Regions from separate parts of the Sus scrofa genome. Here regions 2 and 3 are each linked to region 1. The links are chromatin contacts, called in public HiChIP or PLAC-seq maps. All regions are on one chromosome and are shown on one strand. The core of a region is the stretch at or near the end of the contact, and the rest is flanking DNA. Distances in the headings are between cores, read along the strand shown. Region 1 has its middle 170 kb from the start of RASA1. Region 2 overlaps RASA1 (ras GTPase-activating protein 1). Region 3 holds the start of RASA1 (ras GTPase-activating protein 1).

The links. HiChIP or PLAC-seq counts read pairs in DNA pulled down with a chosen protein or histone mark.
Region 2: a contact with region 1 is called in an H3K27ac HiChIP or PLAC-seq map of alveolar macrophages. The contact joins two enhancer-like sites. A contact is called at or near these places in 3 of 47 Hi-C or Micro-C datasets (heart right ventricle and skeletal muscle) and 1 of 2 datasets of contacts at active chromatin or transcription factors (alveolar macrophages).
Region 3: a contact with region 1 is called in an H3K27ac HiChIP or PLAC-seq map of alveolar macrophages. The contact joins the promoter of RASA1 here to the enhancer-like site in region 1. A contact is called at or near these places in 2 of 5 promoter capture datasets (fetal liver and liver), 6 of 47 Hi-C or Micro-C datasets (embryonic fibroblasts, fibroblasts, liver and 1 more) and 1 of 2 datasets of contacts at active chromatin or transcription factors (alveolar macrophages).

What each region holds. Positions count from the first base shown.
Region 1 is chr2:94,710,235-94,714,534 of Sscrofa11.1, reverse strand. No RefSeq gene overlaps it. Among named protein-coding and RNA genes, the nearest start is that of RASA1, 170 kb to the left of the region's middle. Within about 2 kb of position 2,479, at least 14 of the 83 cell types and tissues checked have an H3K27ac peak or open chromatin away from gene starts, as enhancers often do. A contact at or near this core is called in alveolar macrophages and liver, where this site is marked.
Region 2 is chr2:94,928,518-94,932,817 of Sscrofa11.1, reverse strand. The region is part of intron 1 of RASA1 (ras GTPase-activating protein 1); the gene reads right to left. Among named protein-coding and RNA genes, the nearest start is that of RASA1, 51 kb to the right of the region's middle. Within about 2 kb of position 2,182, at least 5 of the 83 cell types and tissues checked have an H3K27ac peak or open chromatin away from gene starts, as enhancers often do. A contact at or near this core is called in alveolar macrophages, where this site is marked.
Region 3 is chr2:94,877,706-94,882,005 of Sscrofa11.1, reverse strand. RASA1 (ras GTPase-activating protein 1) reads right to left here and starts at 2,391. Exons shown (of 25, transcript XM_003354207.4): 1 at 1,776-2,391. The coding sequence starts at 2,293.

The DNA.
Region 1 (4,300 bases), core at 1,230-3,729:
TTTTCTAACCAGAACACTGTGACACATTCTATAATACTTAAACTTTTGTTTATGTGTTCTGACTAGCAGCTGTTGTCAACTTCGATACTAACACTGAAGCTCCTTTCTGTGTTCAGCCAACTCATCATCATCATTGATGAAGCCTGTGCTCATTCTCTTTCCTTCTTAACAGAATACCATTTCTGTACTTGTTTGTATAATAGCTTAATTTTTGGTTTTATTGCTTTCCTTTCTGCCATTTTCCTACTCTTCCCCTGCCAGAGAAAGGTAAAGATTAAAAAAGCAAAATTGTATCTGCTTATAGTTCATTAATTTTTTCCCCAAGTTTAACTTTTCTATAGCAATTCAAAAAAGTGGTGTTTTTCAAGAAGTGCTTATTACAGCTATTAGCATCTCTTTTTAATAGAATGGAGAGTGTTGACAAGGTCTCCATCCCTACTAAGTGAACGTAATATGCGTTCAAAATAATGTTTATGTTAGAAAGCAGGAAAAATAGTACTGTCAGTTGCCTCTGTTTTACTCACTCCTTGGTAATTGTAATGTGCAAACCTCCCTTTAAGGCAAGCTTTTTGCAACTGCTTGGTCTTGTCACATAGTATCGCTTTTACTTCTGCACCCTACCAGCCACAGAACTGCTTTCTGACAGCTCAGCAGATTCCCTGGGGCGGCAGGCCCCACCTCATTGCCTCCTCCTCTCTATCTCTAATCTCTCAAAGCATAACACAAGAGTCCGCATCCTGCTTTCCAGTTGTGACATTTTAGTCCACTGCCCCCACTTCCTGTGTTATTCCTTATTTTCAGTTCTATCAGTGATAAAAATATAATGTATTCATTATCATGATTTTTACATTTAGTTTTGTGTTTGTTTCATTCAGCAGTCTGCCTTGCATGTTTGCTCAGCTGCATTAAAAGCTCCTCAGAACTACAATGTTCCTTTTTTTAACGCCAAAGTTATTGCTTTGAATTATAGTAGATATGAAAAATAAATCAGAACAGCACCCTCCTAGCCCTTACTCAAGGCTCCATTTCTCAGCTTCTCCAATTCTTCTTAGTAGTTTTCTAGTAGTATTGCATAGGCCAAGGATTGTTGGAGTTATATTTGATCATGTTTGTCTTATTCTTCTATATCCAGTCTATCAGAGACTTAGGTTTCTTCCTTTCTCAAGTTTCCCAAATGCACCCTTTTGTTTCCTTTTCAGTTATCCAGCTATTAGATTTTTATGATAACATGCCTGATTTATGGATTTTGCCTTATGACTAATATGCATAAATTAACTCACCTTTTCTCAGATCTAATGTGCATGGCTTCCTAAAACATCCTGTCCATTGTGTCAACCTTGGTTACAGAAACGATAATATCCTCTTGACCTATCAATTTCAAGTTCTTCGGCCATATATATATAAGTCTGGGATTACCTGACGATAGGATGTTTTTTCATTGCTCCCTAATATGTGCAGTCTACTTTGCCCAGACAGATTTTTTTCATTCTCTCTCCACATACACTATACTCTTTCCTATCTTTTTTCCTTAATTAAATTCCTTCTGGGGATTGAGGATGTCTTGGCTACTATCCTTTGCTAACACTCCAAATAGATCTTCTTGTGTCCTTCATGAAACATCATACACACATTCAATTTTATTTTTAAACACACACACACACACACACACACACACAACCATCCTCCCCATATGTCCATGGCAAAAATATTTATTCTGTAATTTAACTTTTAATGGTTTGTAAATTATTCTATTTCTTTGCTTTATGTAACATTTATATTCTAAAGTCCTTAATATATAGATTAGATGCAATTTCCTTATTGTTTAGATATTATTAAATATTCAAGAAACATTCTGGTTCAAAATTTCATCATGGTCCTCATTATCAACAAAGTCTTCTACATTTTGAGAACTGGGAAAAAAAGTAGTCAACTTCAAAAGGCTTGGGTTTATCTTTGCCAAACAACGAAAAGAATCCAGGAAGAATGCTAAATCTTTAAGTTGTCTTTCATAATTTCTGCTTCTAAAATAAATAGCACTGTTAACAGAAACCTAAAGATTTCTCTATTCATATCAAAGAATACCTTCTAAGATCAGATTCATGTTATTTTTAAAAAGAGCTTCAGCAAGTCACATACTATGTTCGCTGTAAGTTCAAAAGTAAGAAGGCCCTTCCCTCATTTTCTTAGAACAGACCTCTAGGCAATTAGAATACATCAAAGTGACTAAAAGGACAGAACTTAAGTCTAGCTCTCCCCTGATCACCTGTGCAGTATATTCTCACCATTGGGGGCCACTGGTCTTGTGGCTTTGTTTCCTGCTCACTAGACTGTTGGTTGATGGGCTGAGGGTGTGACTTTGCTCATTTCCTTTTTGTCACCTCACAAAGCCCTGGTTTGTTTGCTTTATCTAAGACCTCTCTGCTACCTAGCTAAGCTTGGCTTCCTGTCCAATGCTGTGCACTCTGTCTCCATGGTCCCGGCTCAGCTGGAAGAAAATCAACTGAGGGTCTGAAAGTCCACTGCACTTTTAATGACTTCCTCAAACGTTTCACTTACCCTTCGGGGCTGGCAATAGCCAGTCCAGAGGAGCAGTTAGTAGGAGTGATTCAAATATTTAAATTTTTGCACAGTAAAAATGCTGAGCTTTCTGCTGGCTCAAACTGCATGGGGTAAGGGAGAGAATGGAAACTCTAGGGCAGAGTACTACATCCTATTGTGTTTACATGTTTGATAATACTCCCCAGTACCTTCTGTTGGTGAGGAACAATACAAACTTGACATCCGTTAATGGTGGCACTTAAGGGAATAGCTCCTACTTATTATGAGGAGAAGCAGGAGGATTTGGATCTGGGGTGAGCCAGAAGTCTGGATTAAAAAGGATAGTAGTGAGCCCACTGTCAATACTAGGGACAGATGGAGCTTTAATAGTGAAAAAGGAATAGGCTTCCTAGAGAAGATATGGAGAACGTGTTTTCTTTACACATTTAACATATGTTTCCTTTCCAACCAAGCATGGACTCTGAATGAGAGGTTTCTTTGGAAAGAGTTGAATTTGGTGGAGGATCACTCTATCAAGAGGGACTTTTCATGTGTCTTCCTTAAGTATATTTCTGAAAAGTGTGGATTTACAGACATGGCTGAACATATGCTGGGACAGCTTATATCATATCATTGCAGGATGAGTAGTCAACCCTCTAAAAACAGTTCATACCACCCACAGGTATGCAGAAACCACTTGTGAGTAACCCATGTTTTGAATTCTCTGAGATTTACCATAGACCTTGGAATGAAAGCTTAAGAGAGTCTATATCAACCTACATGTAACTTGATGCAGCCACTGTAGAAAACAGTACGGAGGTTCCTCAAAAAATTGTAAATAGAATTACCATATGATTCAGCAATCCCACTTCTAAGTATACATCTGATAAAAAAGAAATGATTATCTCAAAGAGATATCTTCATTTCATGTTAATTGTAGCATTATCCACAATAACCAAGACACAGAAACAGCTTACGTGTCCAATGACAAATGAAAGAAAATAATATGGCCTATCGATAAATGGCGTATTTTTCTTTTTTTAAATGGCTGCACCTACAGCATATGGAGGTTCTCAGGCCAGGGGTTGAATTGGAGCTGTAGTTGGGGCCTATGCCACAGCCAACACCAGATCTGAACCACAGCTGTGACCAATGCCATAGCTCTTTGCAACACTGGATCCTTAACCCACTGGCAAGGCCAGGGACTCAACCTGCATCCTCATGGAGAAAATTTTACGACCCAGTGAGCAACAACAGGAACACCTATAAGTGGTATTTTATTTGGCTACAAAAAGAAGGAGATCCTGCCATTTGTGACAGCATGAAAAGAACTTGAAGGCATCATACTAAGTGAAATAAGTTAGAGAAAGACAAACATTGTGCAAAATAACTCATATGTAGAATTTAAAAACAGAAAATTCAAAGGGTAGAATGGTGATTTCTAGGGGCTGAGGGGTGGGAAAAATGGAGACTTATTAGTCAAAGGGTACAAATTTTCAGTTCCAAGAACAGTAAGTTCTAGGAATCTAATGAATAGCATGGTGACTATAGGTAACAATAGTGCATTGTTTACTTGAAAGCTGCTGTGAGAGAAGAGCTTTAATGCTTTCACCATAACAATAACAACATGTTATTTATGTGAAGTGTAGGATGTATTAACTAACTTTATTGTAGTAAATATTTTGCAATGTATATGTGTATCAAATCATCATATTGTACACCTTAAACTTACACAATGTATTATATCAATTACATCTCAATA
Region 2 (4,300 bases), core at 933-3,432, 220 kb before region 1:
ATGACATTGTTAGAAATGAACTAATACATAAACTACACATAAATTACATACATGTACACATAGGCTATAGGACTGATTAATTCAGCTTTGTCAATGAAGATTTCATATTACATACTGTTACATGATGGATGATTACTATGTGGGTCACTTAGGTCTCAGTTATCTTTCTGCTTTCCAATCTTGTTTACCTTCTAATTTTGGGAAAAGAACAAAAGAAACCAATTTTTGTTTCTTCTAAAACACTGATTTTTAAAGAGGAAATTTCTTTTCCCAAAAACTCTTTTTTGAACATTACAGATCAGACATATTAATTGAGGTTGGAGACTTCAAAGTATTCATAAAACAGAATTTCTTCCATTTCTCCTGGCAATTCCAGAAGGAAGCCCTAAAATAGCTCCATTCTTTCCCCAATGTGGATATATTTTTTGGAGAGACAGCAAGCACAGTATGCACTTGAGATGTTATAAATTAAGTTTGCTTAAATTAGTACTTTAATAATAAAGTATCTACTGTTTTCCTATTTAAAAGTAAATTAGCTCTTTCTCTTGTTCTCTCTCTTTTAAGCAAGATGGGGGAGAGATACAGAAGAAAATTCTAAAAGTAAATACATTTTTCTCAGCTAGTTTTGTAATTTTTGTTGGGAAATCATACAGGCAGATATGGAGTCCCTTGATATCATTTTCTTAGATGCTACATAACTAAGTTTATCTAAACTAAAACATCTAAGATGAAACTATACATTAAATAAGTTAAATAAGAAAAGAGGTAAGTTGGGCAAACCTCAGGAATCATTTTAAATTTGGAATCACATGAATGTTTTTATAAGCATATATACTGGTACAGTTTATTTAAGGGGCCTTAGCAGAGCCTTTGTGCTTTTTAGTCTCTCATCAGGTAGAATACAGAAATCTATACAAGAAAACAACCTGTTATGAATATAGATAGGTGCTTCATTCAAACTACACGATTATTTAAAACTTCACAATCCTAAACGAAACTGTCTACTACAGTAGAAAACTATTAAAATAGCACTACCATCAACAAATTTCCTTTGTATAAAAAGGAAACTAAATTGCAGTTCCCAGCAGATCACTTTTACTTTCCACTATGCTCTTCCTTCTAGTTATATCACTGGCAGGCACCAAAGTTCTCACAGAGAAACATATATACAAAAATCTCATTGCCAAAAAATGTCATCACCTGAATCACTTGGAACCATTTGTGCCTGATCATATAATGAACTTCCAAAGTTCTTCCTTAACTCTCAAACATGTTAAGCAGATTCTCTCACACATGCTGTCCATTCTGAAATTAAACTAATTATTTCAGGCTGGGAGTTGAGGCATAAAGACATTTTCTAAACCTACTAGAAATCTCCTAAAACCTCAATATTTCCTTTCAGCAAACAAAGTCATACAGTCTGAGCTAGTGGTTAAGAAAAATAAACTGACTTTTTAAAGTGAAGGGGAGAGTAAAGAAAAGACACCTTATACTAAGTGATTTCATTCAGTCTTTTTTTTCCCGTATCACTATATGCAGACAGACCAAAATTTGCTCACTAGGAAATTCATCGGAACAACCACTAGACTAAGGGAAATAGGTACCCCTTAGACCAACTACACTAAAACTTGAGAAGAAATATTTACATGTATGTTAGACCTCTTGAGTATATTTACAGGTTCAGGCAAATATCAAGTGTGTGTGTCTGTGTGTGTTTGTCTATGTATTTAGTCATTTACCTCAGATCAAATGAGCTCAAGGCAAGGGCAAAAATTTGATTTCCTTTTGCCACAGGTAACACGTTTATAGAGAACTAAGGAGATTTAAGTTCTATGGGAGTATTAAAGAAACAGCACTGTCATACATCTGTCCACACAAAATTTCAGTTTATACAAAATGTGGGACCAACAATACAATGTTTATGCAACCAAAAGTTTACATTCAAGTACATTCAACTAAGACAGTCTCATGGTAACCTTAACCCCTATAACCCTAGAAAACAAATAATGAAAAGTAGAAAATGCCACACGCTCTCAAAAAATGTTATGCACTAATTAAACATGTTTATTTAAAAAAAACAAAAAAAAAACAAGAAAAAGGAAAAGTATAATACTTTCTAGCAGGAAGCTAACATCAGTTCCTATATTACATCCTCCATCTCTTATATCTGTGTAGTTTCATTTCTCAAAAAACTCTCAATGCTGACTGCCGTACAGCATAGGGAACTCTACCCAATGTTCTATGATAATCTTTACGGGAAAAAAAATCTGAGAATGGGTGTGTGTACATGTATAACTGAATCACTATGTTATACAGCAGAAATTATCACAACTTTGTACATCAACTAAACTTCAATAAAACTTTAAAAGATGGGGGAAAAAAAACCCTCCCAATTCTTATAGCTGAATATTTCTTAGAAATTCAACAATTAAAAGTGTCAAGCCAGCAATTAAGCACATTAAAATAGGGCAAAGAAATGATGTGTGGTCATCTGGTCCAAAGAACACATTACTGCAACATAACTGTAAACTACCTTCTACTTAAAAACCCACACTTTTTTAATTTCACAATGTTCAACCTAAAACTTTAGAAGGTATGGTGATACAGTGGCCACCTTCTGTAACTAAAACATTTCTTAATATGGATATTAAGATAAGCCTTTAAACACTGAATCTGAAGTTTAAAAATAAACTTTAGTCTAGCATGACCTTTAATTAGAACATCTCTAACCAACTACATGCCAAGCATTGTGCTACATGGTAGAAAAATAAGTTACCACCACAGAATACCATGAAATAGAAGTTTACAGTCTAGTGGAGAATACAGACAAAACAGGCAGCTGCAATTTGGTACAGCAAGCACTAGAATGTGGGGGCATATGGAAAAACTTCAGTCTTAGCACATTAGTATACACTTCCTGAAAAAACTGATGGCTAAACGGAAAACCTAAAAAGATAAGTAGCAACTAATTCAGAGAAAGCAAGGGACTGAGAAGGTGAGAAAGATGTCACAGGCAGAGGGAAAAAGTAAAGACGAACAAAGGCAAAAAAAAAAAAAGTTTAAATACACTTATGGGAACATGAGAATAAATTTTCAAAATATACTTTACAAGACTAATTCTTACCAGATAAAATGGAAAGAATATAACCTTCTGAATTAGACTAGACTTATAACCTTACCTGCTAAACTTCTTTCAATACTTCAAAGAGAAATGCATCTCAAAGAACATTTCAAAAGTTCAAAATATTTTCAGGAGTTCCCACAATGGCTCAATGGAAATAAATCTGACTAGCATCCAGGAGGACACAGGTTCGATCCCTGGCCTTGCTCAGTGGGTTAAGAATCCAGCGTTGTGTTGCAGTGAGCTGTGGTGTAGGTTGCAGATGCAGCTCAGATCTGGTGTTGCTGGGGCTGTGGCGTTAGGCTGGGCAGCTTCAGCTCTGTTTCGACCCCTAGCCTGGGAACTTCTATATGCCGCGGGTGCGGACATAAAAAGACCAAAAAAAAAAAAAAAAAAAAAATGTATTTTCAGATCTATCTACTCACCTGCTCCCAGCAATAACACTATGTTAGGGGACTTATGACATAACAAGTTCTCCACCACATATATCCATTATTTTCTCCTACATCCCCTATATCCCACACAAAAATTTGTCTTTATTAATTCAACAAAATTTTTTAAGCACCACTATATTTAGGCATTGTTTTAGACATATATTTCCTGTTTTCTCAAAATGTTTTTCCTATATAATATCTTTTAATGAGGTGAAAAGATTACACAATTTAGCAAAATGTCATGCTAAAATTAAGGTATTTCCTATGAGTTTTCTCCCTCAGAAATTCCTATTTCTCTATTCTCACTCATGGAAATATCACTATCTCTTCAGCTCAAATGACAACTTCTATAAAAATGATTCCCAAATTCTTCTCTCTATACTTGGCTTTCCTCCTGAGCTTCAGGCCTAAGTTAACAAGTACCTACTAAAAGTATCTGCTAAGAATCTTCACTTGAAGGCGAATATAGCCAAATCTAAAATATTGGCAATATTTTATCCCTATACCCAAACACACCCTTCTTCCTCTTTACACCTCTATACTGTTAATGGCATCAGCATCTTCCCCAGTGTTCAGACTCAAAACTTCAAAAGCAACACTGTTCCATCCTATTTCTCTAGCCATAACACTACTTCCAACTTACATATTTCATTTTCAACAATGCTGGAGTTGCAATATACAAACTCTTCTCTAATTTTCCATTTCCTCATCAATTTATTTCATTCAGGCCCTCTTTTTCTCTCAT
Region 3 (4,300 bases), core at 1,142-3,641, 170 kb before region 1:
CCAACCCAAATCTTGTCTAACTTCAGAATTTGCACGCTTAACCACTACACTGTATTGCCTCCAGAGACTCTGGGTTGATATCTAAGATAAAGAAAAAAGGGAAATTTGTACTTCTCAGTGGCAAATTTAAGAAACATACTAGAAATGGAGGATACTTTTTTAGAACATGAACAATTCTCATATACATAACTATACAAATAATATTTTTATTTCTAAATACATATAATATGATGAAAATCTCACGAGACTTCTTACAAACATATTTTTTCCTATGCACTCATTCATGTTTATTATTAAAAAAGTTAATGGGAAAAATGCATTTTCTGCTCAATTTTGCTGTGAATCTAAAATTGCTCTACAAAATAAATTCTGTATTTAAAGGATTTAGAACTGCAATAAACTAAATATGCCTAATTCAACTTAGGAAATGCCAAAAGACTATATACTCTTTTATTATGAAAAGTTGTACATTATCATAACCACAGGGCCCTTAATATCTAAGTGATTTTCCAAAAAGTCTTAAAGGTGTAAAAACAATGCTGTAATTTAAATTTTTAACACTCTCAGAACACCTTCAAAAAAGTCTGCAATACATAAAGCTGGAATAAAATCAGACCAAAAAAACTGAACTCAAAATGAACAATATTAAAAGGAATATAACAACCCCATACCACCGCTGTCATAAATAGCACTAACTTTACTTTTCCATCAAAAGATGTAGCTTAAAGTCTGAAAAGTCCTAATTCATTGAGCCCTTTCTAAATCTTCCAAAGAAGCTTTTCCAAAAAGCAAACAAAAACTTTCAACTGTACAGAGTGTTTGTCAACATAGGAACCAAATCTTTTTTCCTCTGATACTCACCAAGTTGTCAAAATTCTAAAGGTCAATTAAGACAGATATGAGGGACCTATAAAACAAGTTTTGCCTACTATTAGCACTTCCCCATCAACATTTTCCTCTCATCAAGGTCCACCTATACATACCTATGAAGAGAACAAGGTGGAGGTACTACATACGGAAGAGTCACTTCCTATATATTCTGCTGTAGACTGTCAAAATTAATTTTCAAATAGAATACTGCATTGGCCACCAACAAAAACTGTTGAAGAGAAGCACACTATTTTGATTTGCTCCAACATTCTACTTAGGTTTCAACTATAAAAGAATTACACTAATATCCATAAATGGGAATTCTACAACATAAATTACAGATATTGCAGAGTATGGGCCCCTAACCACACGTATACTTCACAGAACCCCCTTCTTTTCTCGCTGACCCAGGCTCTCAAAAGTGATCCAAAGACTTCTCCATCATTAAGCCTTGCGATTTGCAGCGCAACGAAAACAAAGCATTCTGACCAATGCATGTCTCAAATGATACTAGTACAATACTCATTCAAATACTTGTAAAGCTTCTTACTAATCATCTAACCCGGGTTAATACGGACAAGGACCGCCTGGGTATCTGCAAGCTCAGCTGAATCCCAGGACGGCACCTCAATTTGGAAGGGGCAGAACCTTATCTGGTTGTCACTGGATCTACACTTTCCCATGCTTCCCATATTTAAAAATTTACATCTTCCCAGAGGAGCAATAAATATACAAAGACGCCAGGGAGTGTGCCTGTAGGGAAGATGAGTGATCAAATTAAATCCCTACGCACGGAACCTTAAGCTTCAAAACTTTTCACAACGAGTCACAGCTGCAGGAACGAGGCAGGTTTTCTCACTTCTTTCCACGAGCCAGCTTCCCCCAAAACAGCGGTCTTGACTTACTGGTTAGTTGGAGGAGCGGTCAGCGGGATGGCCACCTCTTCCTCCTCGTATTCTGGTCCATCCAGAGAGTCACCTTCGTCCACTGTTCCCAGGCCTGCGCCCAACGGGGGCAGCTGAGGAGGTGGCGGCAGAGGAGGGAATCCACCGCCTGCCCCGAACGTCTCAGTAGACAACGAAGTGGTCCCCTTGGTGAGAGCCATCTCCCCGCCGGGTCCGGCAGCGGCAGCACCAGCCACGCCAGCAGCAGCACCTCCCCCTGACAGTCCGGCTCCCGCCAGTGCCCCAGCCACAGACCCAGGTCCCAGGATCGATGACCCCAGAGCGGCTCCTCCACCCAGAGTCCCGGCCACTCCAGCTTCCGCCTGCCCAGAATAGGGGCCAGCTGCCACAGGCAGGGCCGCGGGTATCTTCACCCGACACGCTGCCGGATAAGCACTCGAGCCCGCGGCGGCGCCGCCTCCAGCTGCCCCGGCGGTGACCGGGCCGCCTTCCTCACTGCCGGCCTCGGCCGCCATCATGTTGAAGCCCGCTCTCCTCTGCCCTGCTCTACTCGCCCGGGAGCCCCGGGGGCCACCAGGCCCGGGCTCCGAGCCGCCCCACCCAGGCGCGTCCCCCCTTCAGCTCCACAGGCGGAGGAAACAACAACAAAAGGAGAGAGCCCGCCGCCGCGCCCCCTCTTCGGGCCACAGCCCAGGCTCGGGAGCTACCCGGGTTACGGGAAGAGAAGTGGGCAAAAAACCCAACGCCTGCACAAACGCCGACCAAACCTTCACCTTACACACCCACACTCACGCACACATGCACAGAAGCGAAAAACTTCCCGGCTGCACTAAAGAGGAAGGGAAGCACAGGGGAAGCGGCTGGGGCGGCTGCCGATCCTTCAGCCACCGCCACCGCCGCCGCCGCCACCACCGCTTCTTCACCACCCCAGTTCCGGCCACCCCCACCGCAGCCACCGCCGGTGCCGCTGCTGGGGCTGGGGCCACTGCAGCCGCTTCATCCTCCACCGGGCTGAGATGGGAGGGGTGGGGAGAAAAGAGGAAGGGGGGCGGGGTAGTGGGGAAATCAACTGAATTGCTCCCAACCTGGAGCGCTCGGAGAAATCGACAAGAGAAAGGAAGGCGGGGCAAGGGAGGAGGAGCGGAGGGAAGGAAGGGCGGGGGGGCGAGGGGAGGAGGAGGGAGAGGGCAGCTTCTGCGCAGGCTCCTTCCCGGTGCAGGGGTGGTGGGGGGTGCTGGGCCTGGAGGAGGAAAAGGAAGAGTCGGGAGGGAAGGAAGCGGCGGGGACGCGCGGTTCGCGGACGCGCTCTCTGTCCGGCTCCGGGTGTAACGCGTGGCGGCGCGGCCTTTTCTACAGTCGGTGTGCGCCTCCCTCCCTGGGCTTTGTTTGTTGGGCCGGTGGGGTGGAGGAGGGGAGGAGTGGGTCTCGGCGAGCACGCGGCCGCTCAGCTAGGTGAAAAAAGGAGAGTCGAAATGAGACCTGGAGGGGTTGGACCGGAGGGACGGGGGAAAGGGAAAGGAAGATGCTGCGAAGCCAGTTCCCTGCTTCCTGACCGGTAGAACAAACTCCCTTGGTGGCGGCGCAGAAACCAGACGGCCGAGGTCGGCCTGGGTCGGGGTTGGAGGGGCGGACTGCTTCCAAGGTCTTAGGCGGTACTGCTTGTGTTTTCATTTTCTTTGCATAATATAAATTACTATAACACTACTACAAACTAAAATAATGTGAATTTTTTAAACTAGGTTCTGACAAAACGAAATGAATAAGGGAGGGGGCGTGTGTGGGGGCTAAGAATTTTGGTAGAAATAGCCAGATTTCTACGACCATACACCATTGTTTTCTTCACGATCCTTTCCCCCTATTGTTTGTATGTGTCTTCAGACACACTGCCTGTGCTATTGCAAGTCTGTTGGATACTGGTAAGGTGTGGAGAGGAGCAGTGCTGTAGACAACAGTAATCAACGCACTTTTGTCCTGGTTTGTGTGCCTAACAGTAGGGCGTGAAGACACAGGCACTTTAAACAGGCAATTGTCAAGAAGGTCCCAAAGTGTCGGTTACAATTATGTATAGTTTCAAGAATTACCAATAAACCAAAATTTCACCCTTAATATGTGCAGACAATGGCTTTTGTGCTGTCTTTTATATTAGAACATGTAAACATAACTGGAGGAATCATTCACCTTTTTTTTTATTCCAGTATATGTAATTTACCCTTTTAGATTCATACATTGTTCATTTTAATTTTCCCAGAAGGGATCTCACATTAAATACCATTAAATATTGATCTTTGAGATCAGATTTTCTCTGATAAGGATGGTCAAACCAACAAGAAGCACATTGAAGGAGCTGTAATAGACGCCAAAATAAAAAAGGAAAAGACCGCTAAAAGAGTCCCCTACTTAAGAAATTTCCAAAAGCTTATTTGCCAAAATTAGCTACAAAATTATAGCAGTAATCCTGAGGACTCATTGTGCTTGCCTCTTATGCAATACACTACCTGGGAAAGTGGAGCTGGACTGACTAGTCA